Regions from separate parts of the Mus musculus genome. Here region 2 is linked to region 1. Evidence: chromatin contacts called from public HiChIP or PLAC-seq data. All regions are on one chromosome and are shown on one strand. The core of a region is the stretch at or near the end of the contact, and the rest is flanking DNA. Distances in the headings are between cores, read along the strand shown. Region 1 has its middle 620 kb from the start of Mmp16. Region 2 overlaps Gm42258 (a long non-coding RNA gene).

Region 1 (5,565 bases), core at 1,875-4,374:
CATTAGTTGCCTATCATCCTTTGTCTAAACCTGAAAACCCTTGGATTTTTCTAATTTTATGTTAGCACGTATACTGGTATTCTCATTTCTCAGATCTTTTATAGGCAGCTACATAGCGATGCAATATCATAGGTTTAGACTTCCTCTCAGGCAAAGTTTATAGTTCTAGGCAATATAAACTTGCAGCAGACTTCCAGCTCTTCTGTCTTTTACACTATTCCTACCCACTTTTCTATAATGCCCTTGGCCTTTATATGAAGAAGTTGTCTTGTAGTTGTATTTGTTTGGACTGGATTCCCCATAATCAGTTAGGTTCAGCATTATGACTAGTTGAAGAATTCTGTAATGAAAGAGGAAAGCTGAGAAAAGAAGCTTATTTAATGAGAGGCGAGAGCTATCTGTATCTGTGGTACAAGCACGTTTTAGAGTACTGTTTAGAATTATAGTAAAGTGGATATGATAGGCTATCCTCTACGATGTGTGACCTCACTAGTCTCAGATAGTTGGATAGAATTCTAGTACCAGGCAAGGTTTCTTCCTTGTGGAGTGGGCATTAAGTACAATTACATAGCTGTTGGTTACTGCCAAGATATAACTTATAACTCTTGGTCACTGTTATATCTTTGGCAATATCTTGCCATGTTGCTTATTCTCATGGTTCATGCATGTCACTGATAGATGGGACTGTTAATTTCTTCCCTTTCTTTTATTTTATGGACCTCCTTCAGTTACTATCCTAGAAGGATAGTGTCAGGATAGAGCCGACTTGAATCTTTCAAGTCCTATGTCCAAACCATGGAATAAACTTAGTAGTAAATACTTACTCTCTACCTCTGAGAGGCAACTAGGGACATAAGAAATATTCTATGTTGTTTTGAAATCCTCTTAGACTGCTCTGTTTAACAACTTGAATTGAGGTTTCACATGGAGGTTTTCTTAGCTTAGGACATTTTAGAGTAATTTGTTAGTTTGACATGGAACTTTTGGGTAACTAAAAATCCAGCTTCTTTTTTTGGTTTGTTTTTTTTTGTTTGTTTATTTGTTTTTACTTTTTCAATAAATGGATAGCAATAGCTCTTAATTTCTCTCTGCATAGCTTACTGATTTTATTCATTGATTGTTGTTTTATGAACCTCCTAACAAATTATTAGCGATCCCTCTACCCAAGAAGTAAAATATAACTACTGTCAGTCCTGGCTGCATTATAATATTTTATTTAGATCAGTTCTTAAGTCTATTCTTAAACATCTTTAGCATTTTCTCTTCCTTAGGTATCTTTCCAAGAAACCCCAAGAAAAATAATTAACAGTAACCAGCACAGGAGTGCTGGGAACTGAATCCAAGTATTCTGCAAGAACAAAAGGTGCCCTCAACCACTAGGGCATCTCTCTGTCCAACTCTTTGAAGTACAAACTGCCCTTTATATTAAGCACAATGCAGAAAGTCTGCATTGTTGAATGTCCAGATTTGCAGAAGTGTGAGTTAAGTATCTCCCATTTAGATGTAATGTTCTTGGGATTTCCAGTAGAATTCCATTACCTTATATCATTTTACTCTTTTCCATAGGGAGAATACCAATTTTTAATTCTGTGCTTTAGTTGGATTATTTTAGTGTATGGAGCAGATGGCTTTCAAGTTACTGAGGTTGCTCTTGAAAAATATCTTATGAAGTAAAAACTTAGGCAATAAAATCTTTACAAAAATTCTTTTTTTTTTTGATGTGAACTTCATAGATTGAGTTCATGAGACCAGAGTTTTCATGTCAATAATAATTCATAAAGTTAAAATGAGAGTTCAACTTTTTCTGTATTTTTTAAGTTAATAAAGTATGCTAAAAAATGAAAATCTTTAAGTAGACTAATGACACATTAGTGAACAAAAACAAAACATTAAAATGAATTTAAATTAGTTCAGGGAAGCAGAAGAAAATAATCTCAACTCTCATCAACTCATGCATTTTCTCTTAGTTTCCTCAAAAACAAATTGCCTTATACTTTTAGAGTGAGTTTATCATTTTCTCATCTGGAAGCTGAATAGTCTTCATTTTTTTTTCTTTTGCTGAATAGTTATCTTATTGATTTCTTTTTACCTGCTACTGTTCACTTTCCATACTGTATAGCAGTGATCTTCCCAAAACTTACACTTATTGTAACATTTAAATGGTCTAAAATCTCAAATATCCCAGATTCAAGAAATGACCTTTTTGGCCTGAGTGTTTAAATCAATCTGAAGATCTGAGCTGCTTATAGAGTTATGCGGATGGAGTCTACCTGTTGACAGTTACAAAAGAGAGATTGGCAAGCTTCATAAGCAAATGTTGCTTGCTGCAGACCCTCTTGGTCCCTTGTCTGCATGGAACGAGTCTCTGGTCACAGGTGGGCAAGAAGTCTGTGGGAGTTGACAGACAGACTCAACACAAGGGAATGTGTATCTGAATGTAATTTGTCAAATTGAGCTTCAAACTTTTTATACAGAAGAAAATAGGGAAGTTGGGTGACACACCTGCAAGGTACAAAGAGCGTACTTGATTCTTACACAAAATAGAGGAATGCAAACACGGAAGAACAGGCAGGAACCAACTGGGGTAAAACTCAATGCTAACAACTGGGATCAAAAACAGCTCCACCTAAGGTCCACTTAATCTTAGAAGCCAGGGGCAAGGGCTTCGTGCCCTTGCCATAGTTGCTACTCTATTCTATTGTATAGTCCACCTTCCCCCTAGGCCATTGTGTATGGGTGTAACTCAGCTATCTTTAGTTCTAAGTATCTACTCTGGTTCCTCTTTTGGTCACAAACTTCCTTCTTCCTAGATAATGGTACATTTCTGTGTAGGGCAGTGACTTAGTTATCCATGCCCAAGGTCAAATCAAGGACTGCCTGGAATCTAACTTAGCTATATGTCAAAGTATCAATCCTTAGGAGCACTTGTAATAAAGAAATATTAAGGGAAAGCACACAGATCCATTTACCAACTAAAGCAAGGACATTGGAGCATTCTTTATACAGGATGCCACGATTCCAGGAGACTAAGTTTCCATGAACTTTTCACCTCGGGACAGCGCCCAGGTTTTAGGGGCCTGTCACGCTTGTGACTACTGGAATGGATGTAGCAGTTACTGTCCTCTAACCAGACTTGCTGCATACCCAGGAATGGGTCCCTGTGAAGCATGCATTTCAGTGCTCAGTCCCAGCTGGCCTAACCTTCCACTAGAAGTTTTGCATTTTTAGCCCAGGTGTTTTCATACTAACGCCCCTATATAAAACTCAGTGTCAGGGTATTCAGGATCCTTTGAAGTTCCTTAGTTGTAAGCACAATAGAAAAGACATAAAGACATTTCTATACCCTGACAATGTACTCCAAAGTTCACTATCCTCTCAAATGAGAAAGCATTTCTTTGTGCGTATGTGTTCATATGTTTGAGAATTCGTGAGTGCATAAGTGTGAATGACTTTGATGGCAAGAGGTCAACATTGAATGTTATTCTTTAGAAAAATTGCACTTTTTCTTTTCCAAGTCAGCATCCACATCTTGGTGAGTTGCTCACCAGTTAGACTAGGTTGGACACTGACAAGCCCAGGGGTAGCGCTGTATCTACCTCTCCAATGCTAGGATAAAGAGTACTCATCATTGTGACTAGATTTTTATGTAGGTTTGAGGACAAATCCTGCCCAACAAGCACTTTTCCAGCTGAGTCATCTTCTCAGCTCTACCATTCGATTTCTCTTTAGCTTATGTTGTCTACTCTTGACATGTGACAGCCCAGATTTCTGTCCCAGGCTAGAGGATCTCCTGCTCTACATCTATCTATTGGTCCTTATGACAAATGGCTCATTGAAGACTTCTTATTGAATATCTGTACTTTAAGGCCTTGGTATTTTCCCATTTCCTGCATTCTCTTATACATTTCTACTTTTAAAGATTAATCTCCAAACTTAAAGTTTCAAGTGGAATTGATTGCCTCCTCCTCTGTTTTAGCTACATCTTGACAGGTGATTAAGAAGTAATAACTTATTAAAATGGTTTAAACTACACAACTATAGAAGCCGGCATGGAATGTTACAGCACACATGGAAATGAAAAGGGAAATGATCTTCAGTTACCTACACATAAGATAACCCTCTTAATTATTTCGATATGTATCTTCAATAACATTTTATGTAACTACTAAAAACCCAATATTTACGGTGTAAATTAATTGGTTCTTTGTTACTTCCTTCACAGCATGTATTAAATACAGCTTAGTATGTATATGAGCTTTCAAAGATTTGCTAATAACACTGTATAGTGAACGCATGTAACTCCTTCCTAAGACTATATCTGGCTTGATTATAAAAACTCTGAGAGAATTGCTTCTTAATTTAGTATTAACTACTGCTATAATTGGATCATGAATGTTCCCCAAAGACAGATTTTAAAAACTTGATCCCAGAAAAGTTTTATTGAAAGCTATTGGATACTTAAAAAAGTGGGACCGATTGGGGCTTCTTCAGTATGCCTTTGAAAGGGCTATGACCCTGGTATTTCTGTTTGATCCTTGGCTTGTCATACAGTTCCAGCATATGATCTTTCTATGATCTACTGTTTCATTGCAAGCATGTAATATTGAACCAATTAATCAGAGAATAAAACTTTAAAAGGCACGAGCCATAATCTGCTTCTCCCTTAAGGTCATTGTGGAAGGTATTGTTATAGTAGTGAATGAACTAACACAACTACTCACTTATCATCTTATTCATCCTCACTTCCCAATGGTGATTTCCAATGTAAGTACTCATTGGTGGCTCTGAAATAAATAAATAAATAAATAAATAAATAAATAAATAAATAAGAGTATAAATGATTTCTGAAATCATGAATTTCAGAATTTACTTTGGCTGATTCAGAGCTGAGTTGAGGTATGGCTATTAAGAAATAAGAAATTTATCTCACACATTCCAAAACAACAAAGAATGAGGAAAAATTCCAAAAAAAAAACCCTCAAAAAACCAAAAAACCAACAAAACAAAACAAAACAAAACAAAAAACAAAGCAAAAAAACCAAAAAACTTCATAGTTTTATTTTTTCTGGAGAACCATAAAAGAAATGGGAAATATTGTTTTAGAGTTTTCTAGAAATATCTGCCTATCTATCACATTATTTAGGGTATGTATTTCATGGATTCTGACCGTTTTTAGTACGTTAAGATATTCTATGACGTATTAATTATAACTGTATTTAGGCCTGTGAAAGTCATTTTACTCTGTTGATAGATGGCCATGAGAAAAATAAAGAAGTGGGCCAAACTTACAGGAGACATACACTTTAGTCATTTCCTTTCTTTCTTTTTCCCTGGAAGAGATTCTATTTGAATAACAATGGCAGACATCTTGTTCTAAAAGTGTCTAAGTCTTGAATGTATTTTCACATGTATGGGAGAATATGTGTGCCTTCCTACCTATAAGCATAAGGACTAGCTAACTGGATGATTTCTAGTAACTACATAATCTAATTGTAAGATCGTTATGGTTAAAAAATTTGTAGCAGTTTACATAGACTCTTTCAAAAGAACACAAAGGACAAAAAA
Region 2 (5,506 bases), core at 560-3,059, 670 kb before region 1:
GTAGCTCAAGTCTAAGTGGATCCAGGAACTCCACATAAAACCACAGACACTAAATCTTATAGAGGAGAAAGTGAGGAAAAGCATTGAAGATATGGACTCAGGGGATAAATTCCTGAACAGAACTGCAATGGCTTGTGCTGTAAGATTGAGATTCAACAAATGGGACCTCATAAAATTGCAAAGCTTCTGCAAGGCAAAAGACACTGTCAATAAGAAAAAAAAGGCCAACAACAGACTGAGAAAAATCTTTACCAATCCTAAAATTGATAGGGGGCTAATACCTAATAAATGCAAAATACTCAAGAAGTTAGACTCCAGACAACCCAATAACCCTATTAAAAATAGGGTATAGAGCTAAACAATGAATTCTCAACTGAGGCAAACTGAATGGCTGATAAGCACATTAAAAAATGTTGAATATCCTTAATTATTAGGGAAATGCAAATCAAAACAACCCTGAGATTCCACCTCAAACCAGTCAGAATGTCTAAGATCAAAAACTCACATGACAGCAGATGCTTGCAATGATATGGACAAAAAGGAACACTCCTCCAATGCTGATGGGATTGCAAGTTGGTACAAATGCTCTGGAAATCAGTTTGATGGTTCCTTCAAAAATTAGACACTGTACTATCGGAAGATCCAGCAATACCTTTCTTGAGCATGTACCCAGTATATGTTCCAACTAGTAATTATGTCACATGCTCCAGTATGTTCATATCAGCCTTATTTATAATAGCCAGAAGCTGGAAAGAACTCAGATGCCCCTCAACAGAGGATGGATACAAATAATGTGGTACATTTACACAATGGAGTGCTATTCAGCTATTAAAAACAACAAATTTATGAAATTCTTAGGCAAATGGATGAATCTAGAAGATATCATCGTAAGTGAGGTAACCCAGTCACAGAAGAACACATATGATATGCACTCACTGGTAAGTGGATAGTAGCCCAGAAGCTCAGAATAGCCAAGACACAATTTGCAAATCACATGAAACTCAAGAAGAAAGAAGACCAAGGTGTGAATACTTCGATCCTTCTTAGAAGGGGGAACAAAATACCCATGGAAGGATTTACAGAGACAATGTTCGGAGCAGAGACTGAAAGAATGACCATCTTGAAACTGCCCTACCTGGGGTCCATCCCATAAATGCCCAACAAAACCATATACAATTGCAGATTCGAACAGGTTTGCTTACAGTAGTCTGATAAAGCTGTCTCCTGAGAGGTTCTGCCAGTGCCTGAGAACTACAGAAGTGGATTCTTAAAACCATCTATTGGATAGAGCATAGGGTCCCCAATGAAGACATTAGAGAAAATACCCAAGTAGCTGTAGGAGTTTGCAGGAGTAGGAAAGGGTAGGAGGAACAACAACATGAACTTACCAGTATCCCTAGAGCTACCTGGGACTAAATCACCGATCAAAGAAAACACATGGTGGGACTCATGGCTCTACCTGCATAAATAGCAGAGGATGGCCTAGTCGGTTATCAATGGGAGGAGAGTCCCTTGGTCCTGTGAAGGTTCTATGCCCCAGTGTACGGGAATGCATGGGCCAAGAAGTGGGAGTGGGTGGTTTTGGGAGCAGGGCTAGGTGAGGAGTGTTGGGAGCTGGCCCGAGGCTCACATGGACTGGGGTTACTCCTAGAAGGCAAACTGGGACTGAAAAGACAGAAACTAGGTGGTGGAGAGAAATAATGGAGCCAAGTCAAGGTTCCTGATCAAGGCTCCAATGTTTAATAGCAATCTGTGCTTATAAAGGGGCTGTGGAGGGGGAGGCCCATCCCCTGCTAATCCATTCTTGGTGCCTGGAACCAGCTTCAGGTGAAGACTGCAGGATAGAGTGTAGTCTCCAGAATATCTCAGGGGCCTCTCAGTAGGTAGCAGTGTCTTGGAGGAGCAGTGGCAGGTGGCAGAACAATAGAGCCATCTAGGCAGGAAGGCTCCACCCCAGGTGGTCTCCTTCTTAGTGGCAGCAAGGTCAAAGTCTTGATCAGCCTGTTTCAGGCTGTGGGAGGTTACAGGGGAGAGGATAGAGGATTTTAGAAACTAGGAAAGGGGATAACATTTAAAGTGTAAATAAAGAAAATGTCTAATAAAAAATACTTGAGTTCTAGCTAAAGCAATAAGACAATTTAAGGAGATAGAGGGGATACAATTTGGAAAGGAAGCAGTTAAAGTATTGTTATTTACAGATGATATGATAATTTGCATAAGTGGGCCTAAAAATTTCACCTGGGAATCTCCTGTGGATGTTCAATACTTTCATTGATGTGGCTGGATACAAGATTTAAAAAAAAAAAAATCAGTAGCTTACTTATATATAAATGACAAATGGACTAAGGAAATAATGAATGAAACAACATCTTTCACAACAGCCTTAAATAACATAAAATACCTTCGGGTAACTCTATCCAAGCAAGTCAAAGACTTATATGATAAAAACTTTAAGTCTTTGAAGAAAGAAATTGAGGTGGATATCAAAATAGAGAGATTTACCATGTTTATAAGCAGTAGAATTAGCATAGTGAAAATGGCCACCCTAGTAAAAGAAATCTACAGCTTCAATGCAATTGCCATAGAAAATCCAACACAATTCTTCACAGATATTGAAAGGACAATATGTGACTTTATAGGAAAAAGCAAAGAAACCAATATAACTGAAATAATCCTGAATAATAAAAGAACTATTGGAATTATCACCATCTCTGATTTCAAACTGTACAGTACAGTATAGTACAGTAATAAAAACTACAATGGATTGGTATAAAAATAGATTGATTAGTGGAATCAAATTGAAGTTACAGGTGCAAATTCAAACATATTTGGACATCTTCATTTTGATAAAGTAGCCAGAGGTCTACACTGGAAAATAATACAGAATCATCAATAAATCAAGCTGATCAAATTGTATGTTATCTTGTAGAAGAATGCAAATCGAACCCTATTAATGACCCTGCACAAATTCAAGACCTAGTGGATAAAAGACCTCATTGTTTATCTGAAGAGAGGTTCAGATTCATTGACCTTTTCAATATGAAAAGTAGTTAACCATTGACTTAGAATTTCAAATAATCCATGCACAATTTCAACTGTGAGGGAAATAATATATGTGTTTAGAAAGAGGATATTTTTCTGAATACCTACCAAACATTCAGTTTTCTCATTTCTTTAAATAAGATGCATTGTCATTTTTGTTCTCAGTTATTAGCAAGAAGAAAATATTAGTCATGAAAAAATGTAATGTGACATCACTTTTATTGTACTGGATTATAAGACTTTAGAAGCTTAGTTGTTTCCTTATATTTATGTCAATTTTGAAAAGTAATCCTATAAAACCTGACCTGAGAAATACTTCCATGGCCCCTTGAAGAATAATTCATATCATACCATAACACTGTGTGGCTGGTTTTTAAATGTTCATGTCAATCTTATATTTACCCCATCTCCAAGCATTGACACAGTTGTCAAACTCTCATGACCATTCAAAAGTTTATGTGTAAGTTCCACTGTGAGATTCAATGTAAACTTGTAGCTCTGAGCCCTGCAAAATAAAAATGAAAATTACATCCTCCAAACATAAAATGGTAAGCCAGTGTCTATGCTCCTATTAAAACGTGGAAAGGATAAAAATACAGCAAGGAGTAACTGAGCCAAAGCAATACAGAAAACACATAATAAATTCTGTAACTTCATGTTCACCATTCAAGCTCCAAATAACTTGGGCAGAAATTCCCCCCCCCCCCACCTCCACCCCTTGGCTTTTCTGGTTGCAGTACTCATTTTAGCCATATTGTTGCCTGAAGCTTTGCTTGGTAAAAGTTTCATATTGGATTTTCTAGTTTTGAGGGTGTTCACTGTGTCTTCATCTCTACTCTTTCAACTTTATGTGTACTGCCTTCTTAAGAGTTTCTCACTGGGAATTTGACTCTGGTATACATTATCTTGTTTTCTAAGCTTCCTTCTGCAATATTTGTGGAAGCCTCCATGTAATGCTTGAATTCAATTGACCTCATATGGAAAATATCAAGCACTGTAGCCATCTTAAGCAGTAGTAGGGATGTCTTAGGTCATGACAGCAGTGGGCTCTGAGTGCTTGTATGGCTAAACATGACACATGTAATACAAGTCCTGGGAAGACAGCTCTTTAGACATCCCTGTGCATGAAAGTGTCTTGAATTTTCTCTCTTCAGAAGGCGCAGTCTTTTAAATGAGAGACTGTGACTGGTAGGGTTTACTGATTTCTGAGTTGTTCCAGGAAAAACTACTTTGCTTTCTTAAAGGAAACTGATATTTTTAAAAACTATACCCTATCTCCCAAACCCTGAGTCAAAATAAATTCCTTCAGTTGCTTTATCAGACATTTAATCATGACAAATCCAAACAGTGCTTCTGTATATTTTTTCCTAATGCTTATACTAACTTGGTGAAAAACGACTACTATTGCCAATGCCACAGCCTCATGTTCTGTCACACCGGAGGAGTCTTACTTATTTAGATTTTCTTAGATTCAACCTCTGGATCTGTCTCAGGCTGGCTATGAATTTACAAAGCCATCACTCTTCTACCTCTGTCTTCTTCCTATCTCCCAAACATTAAACCTTTGATTTTCAAGTGCAAGTGTTGCAGTTATGTTCCATAATATCTAGCTTAATTTGCTTATTATGTTTAAACTCTGCCTCTCTGAAAGTCTAAGTACAAGAACAGAATACAGATCGGTTCTCTTCCACAGTGTCACACAAATGGGATCCAGCCTAATTTTCGAGAGAATCCTAATTACCATCTGATATGTCATAAACCCAATCTTTTTTCTTTTTTCTTTTCTTTTCTTTTCTTTTCTTTTCTTTTCTTTTCTTTTCTTTTCTTTTCCTTTTCTTTTCCTTTTCTTTTCCTTTTCTTTTCCTTTTCTTTTCCTTTTCTTTTCCTTTTCTTTTCCTTTCCTTTTCCTTTCCTTTTCCTTTCTCCTTTTCCTTTCTCCTTTTCCTTTCTCCTTTTCCTTTCTCCTTTTCCTTTCTCCTTTTCCTTTTTCCTTTTCCTTTTTCCTTTTCCTTTTTCCTTTTCCTTTTTCCTTTTCCTTTTTCCTTTTCCTTTTTCCTTTTCCTTTTTCCTTTTCCTTTTTCCTTTTCCTTTTTCCTTTTCCTTTTTCCTTTTCCTTTTTCCTTTTCCTTTTTCCTTTTCCTTTTTCCTTTTCCTTTTTCCTTTTCCTTTTTCCTTTTCCTTTTTCCTTTTCCTTTTCCTTTTTCCTTTTCCTTTTTCCTTTTCCTTTTTCCTTTTCCTTTTTCCTTTTCCTTTTTCCTTTTCCTTTTTCCTTTTCCTTTTTCCTTTTCCTTTTTCCTTTTCCTTTTTCCTTTTCCTTTTTCCTTTTCCTTTTTCCTTTTCCTTTTTCCTTTTCCTTTCCTTTTTTTTTCCTTTTCCTTTCCTTTTCCTTTCCTTTTCCTTTCCTTTTCCTTTCCTTTTCCTTTCCTTTTCCTTTCCTTTTCCTTTTCCTTTCCTTTCCTTTCCT

Evidence for each region. HiChIP or PLAC-seq counts read pairs in DNA pulled down with a chosen protein or histone mark.
Region 2: a contact with region 1 is called in an H3K27ac HiChIP or PLAC-seq map of embryonic stem cells, with 2.6 times the contacts expected there. The contact joins two enhancer-like sites.

The regions. Positions count from the first base shown.
Region 1 is chr4:18,465,575-18,471,139 of GRCm38.p6, reverse strand. No RefSeq gene overlaps it. Among named protein-coding and RNA genes, the nearest start is that of Mmp16, 620 kb to the right of the region's middle. Within about 2 kb of position 3,124, at least 3 of the 459 cell types and tissues checked have an H3K27ac peak or open chromatin away from gene starts, as enhancers often do. A contact at or near this core is called in embryonic stem cells, where this site is marked.
Region 2 is chr4:19,134,169-19,139,674 of GRCm38.p6, reverse strand. It overlaps Gm42258 (a long non-coding RNA gene), which reads right to left. Exons shown (of 5, transcript XR_881142.1): 3 at 3,445-3,547; 4 at 2,239-2,280; 5 at 1,943-2,011. Among named protein-coding and RNA genes, the nearest start is that of Gm42258, 14 kb to the right of the region's middle. Within about 2 kb of position 1,809, at least 8 of the 459 cell types and tissues checked have an H3K27ac peak or open chromatin away from gene starts, as enhancers often do. A contact at or near this core is called in embryonic stem cells, where this site is marked.